2 separate regions of the Gossypium hirsutum genome follow, and region 2 is linked to region 1. A link is a contact called in public Hi-C data. All regions are on one chromosome and are shown on one strand. Each heading gives the region's core, a stretch centred on a gene start, on an enhancer-like site or on the middle of the called end of the contact. The rest is flanking DNA. Distances are from core to core; before and after follow the strand shown.

Region 1 (7,611 bases), core at 3,014-5,513:
GCAATCCTAGAGATAAGACGACATAAATCTGCCGGATTAGAGTCAAATCTAATAAGGGAATCCATAGATCGAGTTAATGCGACTATAGAGGTTTTAATTAGAAAAAGATTTCAATTAATCAACCTAGAGTTAATTGTTTTTAGTCTCGAAAGGGATATTAACATAAATTAGGGATTTTTACAGAATAAGTCAAGTGAATAAATCGTCTAATTCAAAGGTAATAAGTGAAGTCTAGGTGGATTCTTTCTTGGGTATTGTCTTCTCAATCGGTTTTTCAAAAGTATTTTCCAACCTTGATCTCTGTCGTAATCTTAGCTAATTAGCTAATTAGTTTTAGGTAAACATTCTCTTAATTTTTAGGCTAGATAATAAAAAGATAGTAATTACTAGTACTTTTAGTCCTCGTGGATACGATATTTCCGGTCTCACCATAACTATACTACTGTTCGATAGGTGCGCTTGCCTTAAGTCGAATTTTTAGTTAGTTTAGCGACCATCAATGATCTGTGGGGGCCATCTAGAGTGCCTTCGAGAGGTGGAGTTAATTATATGCTAACTTTTATTGATGATTTTTCCAGAAAAGTTTGGGCATTCTTTCTGAAGCAGAAAAATAATGTATTTTCCGCATTCAAGTCTTGGAAAACTATGATTGAAAAACAAACAGGAAAACAAACAAAACACCTCCGGATAGAAAATGGCTTAGAGTTCTATTCTGATGAGTTTAATAAACTATGCAAGTCAGAAGGGATCGTGAGACACTTGATAGTTCGTCATACTCCACAACAAAATGGCATTGCAGAAACGAATAAACAAAACGATCATGGAGAAGGTTCGATGTACGTTGTCTAATGCTAACTTACCAAAGTCGTTTTGGGCTGAAACAGCCTCTACTGCATGTTTTTTGATCAACCAATCTCTATCCATACCATTGAGAAAAAGACTCCACAAGAGGTATGGTCTGGTAATCCTGCTAATTATTTTGATTTAAAAAATTTTTGGTGTCCTGCGTATGCTCTTGTTGATAATGGAAAATTAGAATCGAGATCCATTAAATGTGTTTTTCTTGGTTATAAAGTTGGTGTAAAATGGAATAAGTTATGGTGTCCTGAAAATAGAAAAGTTGTGATTAGTAGAGATCTTGTTTTTGATAAAACTACTATGTTACCTAAATTATCTCTTAAAGACTCTTCCAATAAAGAACAAAAAAAGCAGTTGAAGCATTAGCTTAATCCAAAATCTACAATAGAATCGACTCCTTAAGTCAGTACAAAAATTCAGAATAGAGTTGCTTCTTCACCACAATACTCTATTGCCAAAAACAGAACTAAAAGAGAGATTAAACGTCCAAAGAAGTATGTTGAGGCTGATCTAGTTGCTTGTGCTTTAAATATGGCTGAAGATATAGATGCAAACCAAGAGCCATCTAATTATTCTAAGGCGGTTAGCTGTGAAGACTCAGAAAAGTGGATGTTTGCTATGTAAGAAGAGATGAAATCACTCCACAAAAATAGAGCATTGGATCTTGTGAAGCTTCCTAAAGGAAAAAATGTTGTTCGTTGTAAATGGGTGTTTCAAAAGAAAGAAGGGACTCCGGGAGTTGAAGAACCCAGATATAAAGTAAGGCTTGTTGTAAAGGGTTATAGTCAAATTCTAGGTGTGGACTTCACAGATGTGTTCTCCCTAGTTGTGAAGCATAGTTTGATTCGAGCTTTGCTCGATATTTTAGCCATTTATAATTTGGAGTTTGAGCAGTTAGAAGTAGCTTTGACAGTTGTGTTTACTTTAAGAAAAACAATGATGGTTCTTTTGTGTATATACTCCTTTATGTTGATGGCATGTTAATAACAGCGAAAGATAAATGAGAGATAAAAAAGATCAAAGCCCAACTAAGTGAAGAATTTGAGATGAAAGATCTGAGACCAACAAATAAAATACTTGATATGGAGATTCTCAAAGATAGAAAAGCAAAAAAATAAGAGGTTTAACATGAATCTTCCAATAATATTACATAAAACAACTTAACATAATAAAAATAAAAATTTCATCCATAAGGCATTTCATATTCCGGAGATTAGAGTCTTATTTTTAAAATTATGTTTTAAGTATAAAGCTGGCTCTTAGCCATACTTATATTTTACATTTATATCAATTTTTGTTTTTGCCAAAAATATACTTAAATTATAGTCAGCTACAAAAAAATTTTTAGCCAACTCCAGTCAACTTCAATCAATGCTAGTCAAATTTTAATTTCAAAATTTTTTAAATATATATTTTTTGAACTTTTTATCTTATACTGAATTTTTAAATTGTCTAAAAGTATCCATTTTTATTTTTATGAATATATTCTAATTTTTTTATGATTTTACTAAACCGTCTTAAGTTTTTTTAATTATTTATATATTGTAGAATATTGACCCCAAGTTGGAGTTTGGGTTTCTCTGGGTGGTTGACTTGGTTCGATATTTGGGAATGCCAGTTTTTAATCGACGAGTTTCAACTGAAACCTTTCATTTTATAGTTGATAAGATTCGTAGAAAGCTGACTGGCTGGAATGATAAGCGGTAATCCATGGTAGGAAGAATCACCTTGACCGAATAGGTTTTACATGCTATACCCAATTATTTCATGAATACAGCTTAAATTCCTACGTCAGTTTGTAATGAAATTGAGAGACTAGTGCGGCATTTTATTTGGGCTCAGGAATTCTTTCGTGTAAGCCTGCGTTGGTGAGCTGGTATAGATGTTATGCGCCTCTTGAGACTGGAGGTTTGGGGATACAGCATATGGGTGACTAGACCAAGGTATCTTCGCTTAAGCTAGGCTTTGGCATTGTTACTAATATTAATGTTCTGTTGGTTCAGGTTTTACGGGCTAAGAATAATGTCCAAGGAATTTGCCCATTGTCGATCGCGAGGAGCAGTTGTTAGTATGTTTGGTGATCAATTTCACACAATTTTTTTTTTTTGGGGGGGGGGTATTACGGGCATTAAGTGGTCGATAGGTAATGGACGTTTGCTCAACTTGTGGAATGATTCGTGGCTTGACGATGTTGGCCCGCTGAAGCAGTTCTATACTGTGGTGCTCCTTTAGAAGACAGCACTCTGGTTCGGCACCCGGTTACCTGTGAAGGTGAGTGGTCGTGGGAAACGCTTGAACAAGTGCTCACTCATCATATCGCCGCTCGGATAGTTGGTGTTTTTCTACCCTCTTATAGTGCTTCGAAAGATAGGTTAATGTGAATGTGGTCCTCCGATCCGCTTCTGCAACTTTTAAATAGATTACAGTGTTTAAATGTCTTGATGGTAGTGCGGATTGGTCCTTGGTCTGGCAAAATGATGCGCCACATATCCCCTTGCAGCTCCTCTCTTAGTTGCACCTCCAGCTCCTCTCTTAACAGGTTACACTACAAGGGCCTCATTCCTTCCGGTAAGGTCTCCTAAGGCCTCCTTCATAGCCCCTTGCAGCTCCTCTCTTAACTACACCTTCATCTCCTCCTAGGACTTCGCTATGTCGGACTTTAACTCATCAAGGGAATCCTTAATGTCCTCCAGTCAAGTTGGGACATCACTCACTACGGACTCAACATCGATCATTCAGGTCTCCATGATCGCCACAAAGTCCTTTGAGCTCCCTCATGAGCCTCCTTTCTTGCTCTTCATTGTCACTCGAGTCTCCACCACCCTTTCCCCTTGCTTGCTCCTCTTATCTGATTTGTAGTCATCTCTCACTCACCACAAGAGCTAACTGCTAACTCTGATATCATTTGTCATAGGTCGAGACTCTAACTCTGCCAATATGCAACCTTAGGCACTAGTCTTTCACCAACAATGCCTAAGTCAACCTTCGATCCTTGCTTCGGAGAGTCCCTTAACAAAGCTCTAGGCCTAGAGAAGCACACCCACATCAAATGAGAACAAAAGGGAGTTGGGATAATCTGGAATTGTTATTACTCAATAAGTTAACTTATGTTATAAATGGAGGGGTGCCTTCCTTTATATATGCCAAACCCCTTTGATCCAACGGTCACGATCAAATACAATAGATAATCAAGAACTTATTTTTAGAATATTTTATACAACTCTTTCAAAAGGTTCTACTTTATTCCACAAGGTTTGGATCTCTTCCTTGGGCTTCCGGATTTTTGGTACCCCAGACCCATTCTTCTCACATGTGCACTTTTTTGGGCCTGTTGCAGCTAAGGGGGCCTCCCTAGGCCCTTGTTGGCCACCATTCGCACCTTAGGGCCTCCACCTGTACTTAGGGTGGCTTGCTCCACACCTTTGGGTGACCGTGACACCAGCCTATGCTGCTTCTAAATCAGTACTTTGTTGAGTCTATATGGTGCTTATGTATGATCATAATCTATTCGGCTGAAAACATTGTCTAATGCCAACCAATCTTTAGCTGATTTAATCAATCTTGGACCGAAGCATTGTGCAAATAAATCTATTCTGCTATGATTCCTAGACTAGTAAATACCTAACTCCTAGATTGGTACATGGTTAAATTGATTGAAGTTGTTGGTTGGCGTCATCTATTTTTCTCTCATGATGTTATCTTCAATTAAGCTATCATTGATTTATTATCATTCTATTTCCTTTGAACTTCATCTTTTTTCGTGTGATTTTTCTTACAAGTTTGGCCAATCTTTTGTCTGATGCATGGTAGACAGGATGAGGATGCAATGGTTTCTTTAGTGATTATGCAGAATAACGTAAGGAACGTTTTGAACTTGTTGGCCCTACCTATTCTAATTGTAATAGTGGCACAGGTCTCTGGGGCTGCTGCCGTGGTGATCCAGTTATTCGCAGCTACTTTTATGAGGTACCTAAGCTAAGGTTACTTGGTCTCTCTAGAACAAAACATGCATTATTCTCTAATCAAATAGTCGACCTTGGTCTGATCGTCTCACTAGCTTTCTCTAACATGATATCCCCTCTTACAGATCGAAACATATTGGTAATATCCGTAGACGATGAAAATTCAAGAGTTGGAAGAAAATAATAAGCACATGGATCTACAGTCCCATGACATGTATGTTACAGACACTTTATTTTGACGCCCGTAGGAACAAAAACTTTTAAAACAAGGATCCGAATCAAGTGCCCCATGGATAATGCATACCAGAAATAAATGATAAGAATATTTGAGGTCAGGTAAGGTGAGTTTGTGTCGAGGAGAGAGGAGGGGGATTTGGATGTCTGAAACTGACCTTCCGCTAAGGTTAAAGCAGTCCCACATGCAGCCAAAAGATTTAAGAGGTAGGTTGGTAGGTAGGTAATGTCATCTTCAGCTTCTCCATCTATCTATTTAGGACAGCTCTCTTTTTTTTCCTCCACCCAAGCACATGACATCCAGGTGCTGCTGCGCTGGCTTGCTTGTCAGCCCACTCCAATTATTGCAACCTTAACCCACATTTAGGATCGCAAGTAACCAATCATGTAATTATAAAATCCCAATCTTTATAACTACAAAAATGAAACTTTAATCTGATAAATAAGAATAAATATAGATGCTGAAGTTTCATACTTGACATTTGTTAAATTTGAGCTTTTAATGATGAGTGCGTGAATGAATTAAGGATGACAGTGTTTCACTTCAGTTGTTGATTTTGGTAGATCCGTTCTTAGGCCTTTAATCTATGTATTTAAAAAGAATTGCTAAAAGAGCCAACAACCTAACTGATTGTGATGATGATAAGCGCCGTCTGATTGAAACAAGTGAGGCACCAAACAATTAATGCATGTAGGGTAGGGTATACGCAGGTTTATCAATGCTAAATTGTGCATATATGCTAATTTTGTTTTTTTAATTTACTAAATAGGTTTTTTTTAATTTAAAGAAATAAGTCAATTTTGAAGAGATTGAGTGAAATTGCGCCTAATTGGACGCGCTTTCAATATCTCTCTTTAGACTCTTTTTTAATTTTTTTAGGTTTAGGCTTAGGGTTAGGGTTAGAGTTAGGATTAGGGTTTTATTAGTAATTAGGGTTTAGGGTTTTAAAAGTGAAATCGTGAAAGTTTATAGGTAGATTTGAGGGGTTGGGTATGCGATAACACGTCTCAGAATACATACGTTTCATATATCATGTCGGGATAGGATTATCACCTCAGAAACTCATATTATGAAAGTTAGCTTTCGAGGTGATAATGCTTGATACGGTTAGAGGTCGAAGTCTAAGTGAAGGTCCCAATCAGCAGCCGTAATGGAGTCACAGGTTCGAGTATAACCAAGGTCCAATTGATGGTCGTTATGTGGTCATGAGTTCAAGCTTTTTGGATACCCGCAAATGATACCTTATATATATCATACATAAGTTGAGGTCATAATCATAGGGAAAAACGAAGGGCTTTCCAGTGTAATCATAAGTAGTCGGTATCTTTAACTTTCTTTCTTATCTGAAGGCTGACACTGAGGTGAATACAAGAGGATTCTCAAGCAGTGAGCGGATGTTTCGGCACAATAAAGGTTAAACTTGGGTTGGTGCGGCGACAGTTCTATTTATTAATGAGTTGTTTAATAACGAAAATCGTTGTCACCCCAAAAAGAGCATCACTTTTACTGCATCGCAACAGCCATTGCCCGCTTCAGAGTCCTCCTCGTCAACAGCAGTGTCAACCTTGAGATAAGAAAGAAGGTTAAAGATACCAGTTATGGGAAATAGAGAGAAAAAAAATTATGTCGATTATAGCGGAAAGCCCCACAATTTTTCCCTATGATTATTCCTTCAAACTTCTGTATGATATTTATAAGTCAACATCTTCGAGTATCCGAAAAGTTCGAGCTTATGTCCGTATAACAATTGTAACTAGCTCCCCTGTTATACTCCTATCCATGACCTCATAATAGATGTTGATCGATACCTCTATGTAGACTTCCACCTGTGACCGTATAAAGCAAAATCACCCCATAACCCAACGCCCACAGGATGGGTTTTTGAGGTAATGGTCACATCTTGACAGGATATATGAAATATGTGTTCTCAGAGCGATATTACATCACTAATGACTCAAGAATACCTCAAACCAAAAAATTTATTAACGAAAAAAATTTTTAACACTGAAATAGGAAAGAAAATCGAGAGAGAGAAATATTTTAAAGTGGAGGGATGAAGGCCAGAAGAGATGATGGTTTAGGGATAATAAAGTCTAGAGGGAGAGCCATGCTTTTATAGGTACATAGGTGAGATTACAAAGGAAAAAAACCTGGTGGTTGAAAATGCATCATAGGAGAGGCTTTTTCATCGAATATCTAAAAAGCATGCTTCAAATCTTACTCGAGATTCTTGAGGTTAGAGCACTTTTGGCAGACTTTTAATGGAAATGGTAAAAAGCTCGTCTAGCTGGGCGAGCTTTCTTATTGACATGGCAGGAAAGAGCGCCTAGCTTAATGTGCTTTTCATGTATTTAGTGGAAACCACATCCAGCTTGGCGTGCTTTTTTGCCACATTAGTAGGAAAGCTTGCCCAGCTGGACGAGCTTTCTTACCATTTTCACTAGAAGTCTGCCAAAAGTGCTTTAACCCTGGGAATCTCGGGTAAGATTTGAAGCATGTTCTAAATAAGTGAATACCCTTTGAAGCATGTGTCTGATGAAATTAGTTGATTTCTGA
Region 2 (7,611 bases), core at 3,338-5,837, 120 kb after region 1:
TAGCCAGAGACTTTGCCGCGTAAAGGGTTTCTAACATTTTCCATAAGGTGAATGTCGTTTTCTCCATCAAAACCTCCTACAATACATTATTTGTTAGACAAAATTGAATCATAAATAGAGTTTTTTATCTAACCTATCTCATTCTGATTTATCCATGTCTGCAAACTTCTTTTCTGTAAAGACCTTCTCAAGATTGCTCTAAATCATAATTGTTGTCATCCGAACTTGCCACAGATTAAAATTTGTGAGGCCATCGAACTTATCAATATCAAACCTTGTTGTGGCCATCTTTGAGCAGATTGATTGCGAAAATCGAACTAGCTCTGATATCAGTTTGTTGGGGATAAACTCGATTAAGTAACAAACAAGTAAAATAACAAAGAAATTGAAAATATCGAAAATAAATATTGTACGTGGAAAACCTCCTTCGAAGATGATAAAAAACCACAGGCAAAGATAATTTCACTATAACGACAAAAACAAAGAGTATAAAGATTGAGATAAAACTAAACCCCGAAACTCGAAATAAGAACCCTTAAAACGTAAACAGAAAATTCTCTGAAAGCTTGTAAAAGCTAATACCTAAATGTGTAATGGGTTATTTTTCTAGGGTGGAAAATAACATATTTATAGGCTAAATTCGTAAGTTAAATAATGTTAAAATAACCAACACTAATCAGAGTTTAAGTAGGAAACTAAAAAAAGAGTTTAATTGGGAGAAGAAAAATACAAAAATACGAGACATAACTCCACAAAATAATTACTTTTTTTTTTCTCTCACACATCTCAGCAAGAAATTTTAATCTCGATTATAATTGCTTTCATGGTGGTTCTCATGTTAGCTTAGATTTGTTAAGAAACACTAAGTGAAAGTTTATAAATAAATTATAAGACACTCAATTTTCTCTAAAAGTTGTAGAGGTTTTAGTTTTAAATTTTAGTTTCGATCTTTCTTTTTTTTTTTGTTGAAATTATTCTTTCTTAATATCACTTGTATCAAATTTTATCACAAATTATTTTTGGTGGTTGATTATTCTTTCTTAATATCACTTGTATTGAATATAGTATGCTCAAAACTTTTGAAATTAGTATAAATAGAGGATGTTATCATCTAAATGAGTAATAAAGGGTTGGGTTTTGACCCTTTTATATATATATAATATGATTATTTTTTTAAAGAAAAATAATCATCCAAAGAGTGTCAATCACAAGATCAAATCATCTTAGAACATTTTTATGCTTCAATTTCCAATTATCGTTTAATTAACTTTTTGATGTATGGATGATAAAATTTTTATTTACTTTACAAATAAATGGTTATATGTCTATTTTTAAAGAAATATTTATCAACCTATAATTTAATTATTACATAAATTTTTTATGACTCTATTTTAATGTCAAATTTTTCTATCACCAATATAATAATATTTTAACATTTAATAACATATTAAACAATACTTCCTAATATGATAATATTTTTACATGCTAAGAAAAATGATAATTCGAGTTAAAAAATAATTGAAGTACAAAACCATAACATGCTATGTTATTATTATTAATTTTAGATTATATATTTCATTGTTTGTTTAATGTTATTTTCAATTTATTTTGTATACCGACGTGCATGAAATAGAATTACTAGTAATTAATAATTTAAAAAAAGTGAGAATGGAATGGTAGGTTTGTAATTAGGGGGAAAAGATGGGAGTGAAATGGAAAGAAAAGGAAAAGGTATTGTGTGTGTGTCCCACAGGGTACCAACTCCTCCCTTTTGGGGTGGTAGTTGGAGTTGGGAAAAGGCATCGGACGTAGGCTCATGTGCACCGTTGCGGCGATAGGGACCCACTCTTCGCACACCACTTGTGGGTCCTACTCCTAATCCCTCTTTCTCCGCCCTGTAAGCTTCCGATGGAGTTCGTATAAATATTAATAAAATTAATTTGAAATTTTTAATATTAATAAATAGTAAATTCAAGTTTTTTTCAGAAGATTTCTTTCTCTTTTTATAAAATCAGATTACAGCGCAACTCAATGGATAGTTGATAGTTCTAACCTTTTCCACCTTGGGTTTTTTTTTTTTTTAGAAAATTGATACAACTTATAAAGTTAATCACAAATTGGAATTGAACCAAAATTTTCAATGTCCTAGGATTATCTTTGGTCAAAATATGATAGAAAGTAATAGCTTGGTGTATTTAAGAGTTAGTCAAAATAAAAAGTTGTGATATTAATAATGCAGAGGGCAGAGGTGCATGCATTTTGTTCCCCTCCTAAAATTAATTTCTTTACACGTTTCATTTGAAAACGTGATGACTCAAATCAATTTTGCCATAAAAAAACATTTAATTCAAATATGGGCTTCTGCTTTTGCTAATACAAACAAAGACTTGGTTGAAATTTTTAATTTTTTCTCATAGTTTTAGTTAAAACCAACAAATTAGCAAATCATTTGAAGATTGTTAGTGGCCAAGGGTGAAATTGTACTGTTTGACAATTAGGGCAAAAATAAAGAAAGAAAGGGTGGGGGCATGTTATGGTAGAGATAGGTAGCAAAAGCGTAGGTGGTGGGGAAAAGAGTTCCGAAATAATGATGAGAGAGAGAGAGAGAGAGAGAGAGAGAGAGAAAGGGGATAAGATATAAATAAAAAGTATGTGGCTGAGAGGTGTACAGTTCAAACTTGAAATGGTTAGGTCAGATGGGTATGGGCCAATGCCATGGATGGATCTCAATGGCCAATCAAACTCTTTCTTCTCAACAACGACTTATGTCTGCATTATAACCATCTCATTTCCCATCAGCTTTTAATTTTTATAAATTCTCATCCAACTATTAACATATTTAAAATTCTTCATTATCAAATTTTAATATTTTCATCGGAATGTTGGCGTGCCTTTTTTCTATTGATAAAATAATAAATTTAGATCTCACATTTATACATTCGGTTAATTTTTTTAGTGAATTATAATAATAGAGTAAAGCTGCATAACAAACGCGATTAACACGACTCTAGTCGAAGCCACACTTGAGGCAGTAAACACTTTTGACCATCAAACCATCATATAGGGTTTACATTCTGTCAATTTAATCATGATTCTTAAATTTTAAAAATTAAAAATTATCTAAAAGTTTATTTTTCCATGAAAATACATAAAATTATAAAATAATTATAAATAATTATCTACTTTTCTCACTTTCTAACATCACATTTATTTATTAAAATAATTATTATATAAATAAAATAATTTAAGGGAGAAAAATTATGAAGAAGACTTAGGCATAGTCAATTTTTCCCTTTTCTTTCAACATTAACCACCATTATATTCAGATTGGGTCAAAAACTACAAACTAAGATTGAAAAGGATAAAAATCAATGTCTTTAGATTGTTTCCCAAAATAGTTTGTTGCCTTTGAGATTCTACTTGAGGGCAAGTATGATTGGGAATATATGAATGAGGATGAGGTTGTGTTATGTTAGTAGCTCTACAACAAATTCCTAGTTCTATGGCACGACAACAATGGATGTGGAAATCAAAGAGTTCGGAGTAAGAGTTATTAGTGTTGGTGATTGTGGGTGAAAGTGGACCCCTTAGTCAATAAATTTTGTGAGGACTAAAGAACAAGGCTGGATGTATAATAAATAAAACTAAAAAATGAAAAAGATTGTGGATTTTTAAAAAATTAATTTATTTATAAAATTATTGTTTTAATAAATAAATTTCATGTTAGAAAATAATAGATATTCATTTATTTATAATTCTATGTGTTTTTTTTTATAAATCTTATGTATTTTTATCGAAAAATGAATTGTTAAATATTTTTTATATTTTTAAAGTTTAAAAATTTTATTTTTTATCTTTTAAGAATCAATATTAAATTACTAGAATGTATAAAATTAAGGATAAAATTTGTTGAAATTTTTAGAATTAGAATCAAATTAATAGAATCTATAAATATTAGAAGGCTAAATTTGTTATTATGCCAATAAAAAAGTCACATAGACATTCTCTTAGTAATTTAATGAAAGAGTGATCAAAATATTAAATTTTAATACCACCAATAACTAAAAGAAAAAAAAACCCTGATGGTGAAAACAAAAATACAATAATAATTGGGTGACTATTTATAAATTTACCCCAAAAAAGTTGATTTCTTTTTTTTTTTTTTTTTTGAATTAAATTTATTGGGCCCTCCTCTCACAGAACTGTGCCCCCATGTTAAATTTCCACATAAATCTCCCTACCTGCCCAACATTATCTTCCTAAATCTATGCAAACAGAGAAGAGGTGGGACCTGTAAATGTAATTCACCTTCTCTTGTTTTGGTACTTACATGGTAAATCCACCAAACAATTCTTCCTTTTCATGGTTTTATAAGCAGTAAAACCTTAAAATTCTTGGCAAATGAATCTCATTGACTGTTGATTTAAATTGCGGTTGGTGAATCTAATAAGTACATTTACCTAATTCATTCCCTTTCTCTAAACAACCTTTTGCTACTAAAAGGAATAAATATGGTAGGGCTGCCCATACAACTAACGAACCAGGGTTCTAGAAGGAAGCCCATCATTTGGTAGGTTGAAGTTTCCCACCTTTCAAATTCATGCCAAATATTGGTCATTTTGGGCACAAAGCTAAAAGGGCCTGGGGCAGTACCACTGCTGCCTAGATTCCTAACTGCTAATTCAGGAGATGAACAAAAGGCTAATTCCTTGTATTTAGACCATGCCCCCATTCTATTGAAATTGCAATAAATCCACCCCTTAGTTTATTCATAAGTTTGCTCCTTAACGCTATTTAATTAGTTCAAAATACCAACTACATGGTTTTTTTCTTTTTATTTCTTTCAAATTGTTTCACTCAAATTAATACAAATTTGATTCCCAATTATCTCTAACATCTTTACCACTTGTGTAAAATCCAATTATTATTATTTAGTAAAAAAATAATTGTTTTGTCTTGACCACGATGTTACAACTCTAAAAGTTTTGAAATTCTATATTCGAGTTTCTTCCTTTGTAAATTATGTGTAAATTTTCAATCTCAATTTTATATTTTTTTCGTAAATAAAATGCTATAGCCTTGAGCTAAAATTACATCAGTACTAATCTCCCTCAAGAAATTGACACATACACGATGAATATCATCATCCAATAAGTCTTTCACAATACCCGGTGGTTCCTTATGAATAATCAATTGTTCTATTTCGCCTCGAGCCTCTTTAGTGATACAATCTACCACCTTGTTGCTTTCTCTCAAGATTCATCAAAATTTCACTTTCTAATCCTTAAAACACTTGCCTTGGATAAGCCTAACTTTGTTGTAACTGTTGTTTGCTGCTAACTCATTTTGTATAATGACAATCAACAAAGAATTATCACTCTCAATCTCCACTTGACGGTACCCCTATGCCCAAGCATACTTTAAACCTTCAATTAATGCTCGAGCTTGAATTTGAAAAATGTTTGACAATCCTATCACAATTTCAAAACCCCCATCCAACTTCCATTCGGCCTTCTCACCACTCCACCTATGGTTGCTCTTGGTCTAGATTTTGATACCAAGCTATCGACGTCCATTTTAACCCATCCATGAATAAGAAATTGCCACCAACCCTTAGTTATAAACCTAATTTCTAAACACTCTTTTAATATATATATATATAGACCTTGTCCAAGCTCCAACTGAAGCTAAGAGAGCATGACTGTTGTTACTCATTCCAGCTAAGATAAATTTATTTTGACTCTTTCAAAGAAACCAAGTAATAATAAAATTATTAATATAATTATAATTTATAATGTTGATCTTAATTATATACATATATATTAAATTTGTAATTATGATTGTATTTCTACAAATACTTGAAAGAACACTAGTTTTACATTTGTGGATCAAGTGATCTTCTGAAATTCATGTAAAAAAAATGGTTAACATGCATCGGAAAATGCTTTAACTCTGATACTCTTCAATTTTTCTATGATTAACAAGTCCAACTCATCTTACTTTTAACAACTCCGAACCAGCCAAATGAAAAAAAGTCCCAAATCATTAGTTTTGCTATTCCTTTCCGGAGGGATTTTTATGTCATTATGGTGCAATAGACTTTGCATATGAAATTATTAGCTAATGTTGGTAAATGGGATATAAAGTAATAACATCAACATGATTGCTAAATTTCAGGATTGGTGTTGGAAACTTTGATGGGAACCTGACAAGATCTGTCACCAGATTTTCATTCACTAAGGTCTTGAATTTGACAAGAAAAAGAGGATCTCAAAATATTGGTAAATGATGGTTGGGTTGCGGTCTTATAAGTTGAAACCAGAACTAGTGCTGTTTCTGAACTTTGAAGCAGTGGATGCCGCTTACATTAATTTGTTTGGGGGTCATAATTAATGATGAAGTTTCATTTCACCATCATTATTGTGCCAAAGCCACCAATGACACTAAAAAGTGCTTGCCATCTTGGGTTAGTCTAGTAAACAAGAGGGCTTAGGGTTGGGCCTTGGTGTAGCTGCTGTTTTTAAATCGTTGGTTGGACCCTAAATATAGCACTGGGAAACTGGACCTATTTATTTACAATATTCAAGAACATCAAGAAAAGAGGTGCATGTTGGACAAACTAACGAGCGTGTTGATTTGAACAAGTAATATTGAAACAAAGGCTTGGAAAGCGTTGCGGAGCAGAGGAGAAAACTGTGATTGGTGGATGATATGTAACCATTCCATTTTTCTTTTTTCTTTTTATAATAGTATGTAATCATTCCTTTGAGTCAGAGAGAGGAATGTTTTTGAGTGAAAGAAGTTGGACAACAACATCACACACATTCTGCTGCCCACCTCCTTGGCTTCAACCGCTATTTTTTTTTTCAATTTCTTTTTGATAAATTATAAGAGAAGAGTAAAATTTTAATAACAATTATATTAGCGCAATTCGAACTTAGACCACACCTGAAGTGATGAACACTACTATTAGACCAACATACGAGATTTCTTTTCTGAATTTGACTCACATCTTAAGTACACTTCACTTCAAAATTGTAATTTTTTTTATTGACTTCTTACATTTATAGCTATCAAAATGCGATATGTGAATTAAATAAAGGTCAACTAATTGCTATATAACCCTTTGTTAAGGTTAATTTAATTATGAAGGTTAATGGTTTAAATTATGTTTAACAAAATTTAAGAATATTTATAAGTCGCATAATAAATTTTTTTATCAAATATAATTTTTTTTTTAAAAGGAGAAGAACGACCAGTTTACAATCTAGTTGCTTCAACCCGGCATTGTCTTTCATCAGCTTGTAACAGTCCCATTGCCTTTACTAGTGGTGCTCGATGCAGTTGCATTCCCCTCCCCTTTCCTCTGGCCAATGTTGCCATACACTACCACCTTATTTCCTTACTACCACCTTATTTCCTTCTCTGTATACATGTTGAACTCTCACCTCCCAATTCCAAGCAAAAAGCACCAAATCATTAGTGAAGAAAAAATGAGAAATTCTCGACCCATTCCTAACTAACTTTATTGGTTTCCAAATGCCCCCTTCAACCTCCATAAGTATAGATTAAGCTAATTGTTTCTTGCACAACACATAAATATGGAGACAA

What was found. A called contact is a pair of places that touch in the nucleus more often than the background predicts.
Region 2: a Hi-C map of leaf shows a contact between it and region 1, with 5 times the contacts expected there. The contact joins two enhancer-like sites. A contact is called at or near these places in 15 of 34 Hi-C or Micro-C datasets (callus, hypocotyl, leaf and 1 more).

What each region holds. Positions count from the first base shown.
Region 1 is chrA12:6,704,753-6,712,363 of Gossypium_hirsutum_v2.1, forward strand. No RefSeq gene overlaps it. Among protein-coding and RNA genes, the nearest start is that of LOC107921438, 23 kb to the left of the region's middle. Within about 2 kb of position 4,264, at least 5 of the 9 cell types and tissues checked have an H3K27ac peak or open chromatin away from gene starts, as enhancers often do. A contact at or near this core is called in hypocotyl and leaf, where this site is marked.
Region 2 is chrA12:6,822,689-6,830,299 of Gossypium_hirsutum_v2.1, forward strand. No RefSeq gene overlaps it. Among protein-coding and RNA genes, the nearest start is that of LOC107932580, 27 kb to the right of the region's middle. Within about 2 kb of position 4,588, at least 3 of the 9 cell types and tissues checked have an H3K27ac peak or open chromatin away from gene starts, as enhancers often do. A contact at or near this core is called in hypocotyl and leaf, where this site is marked.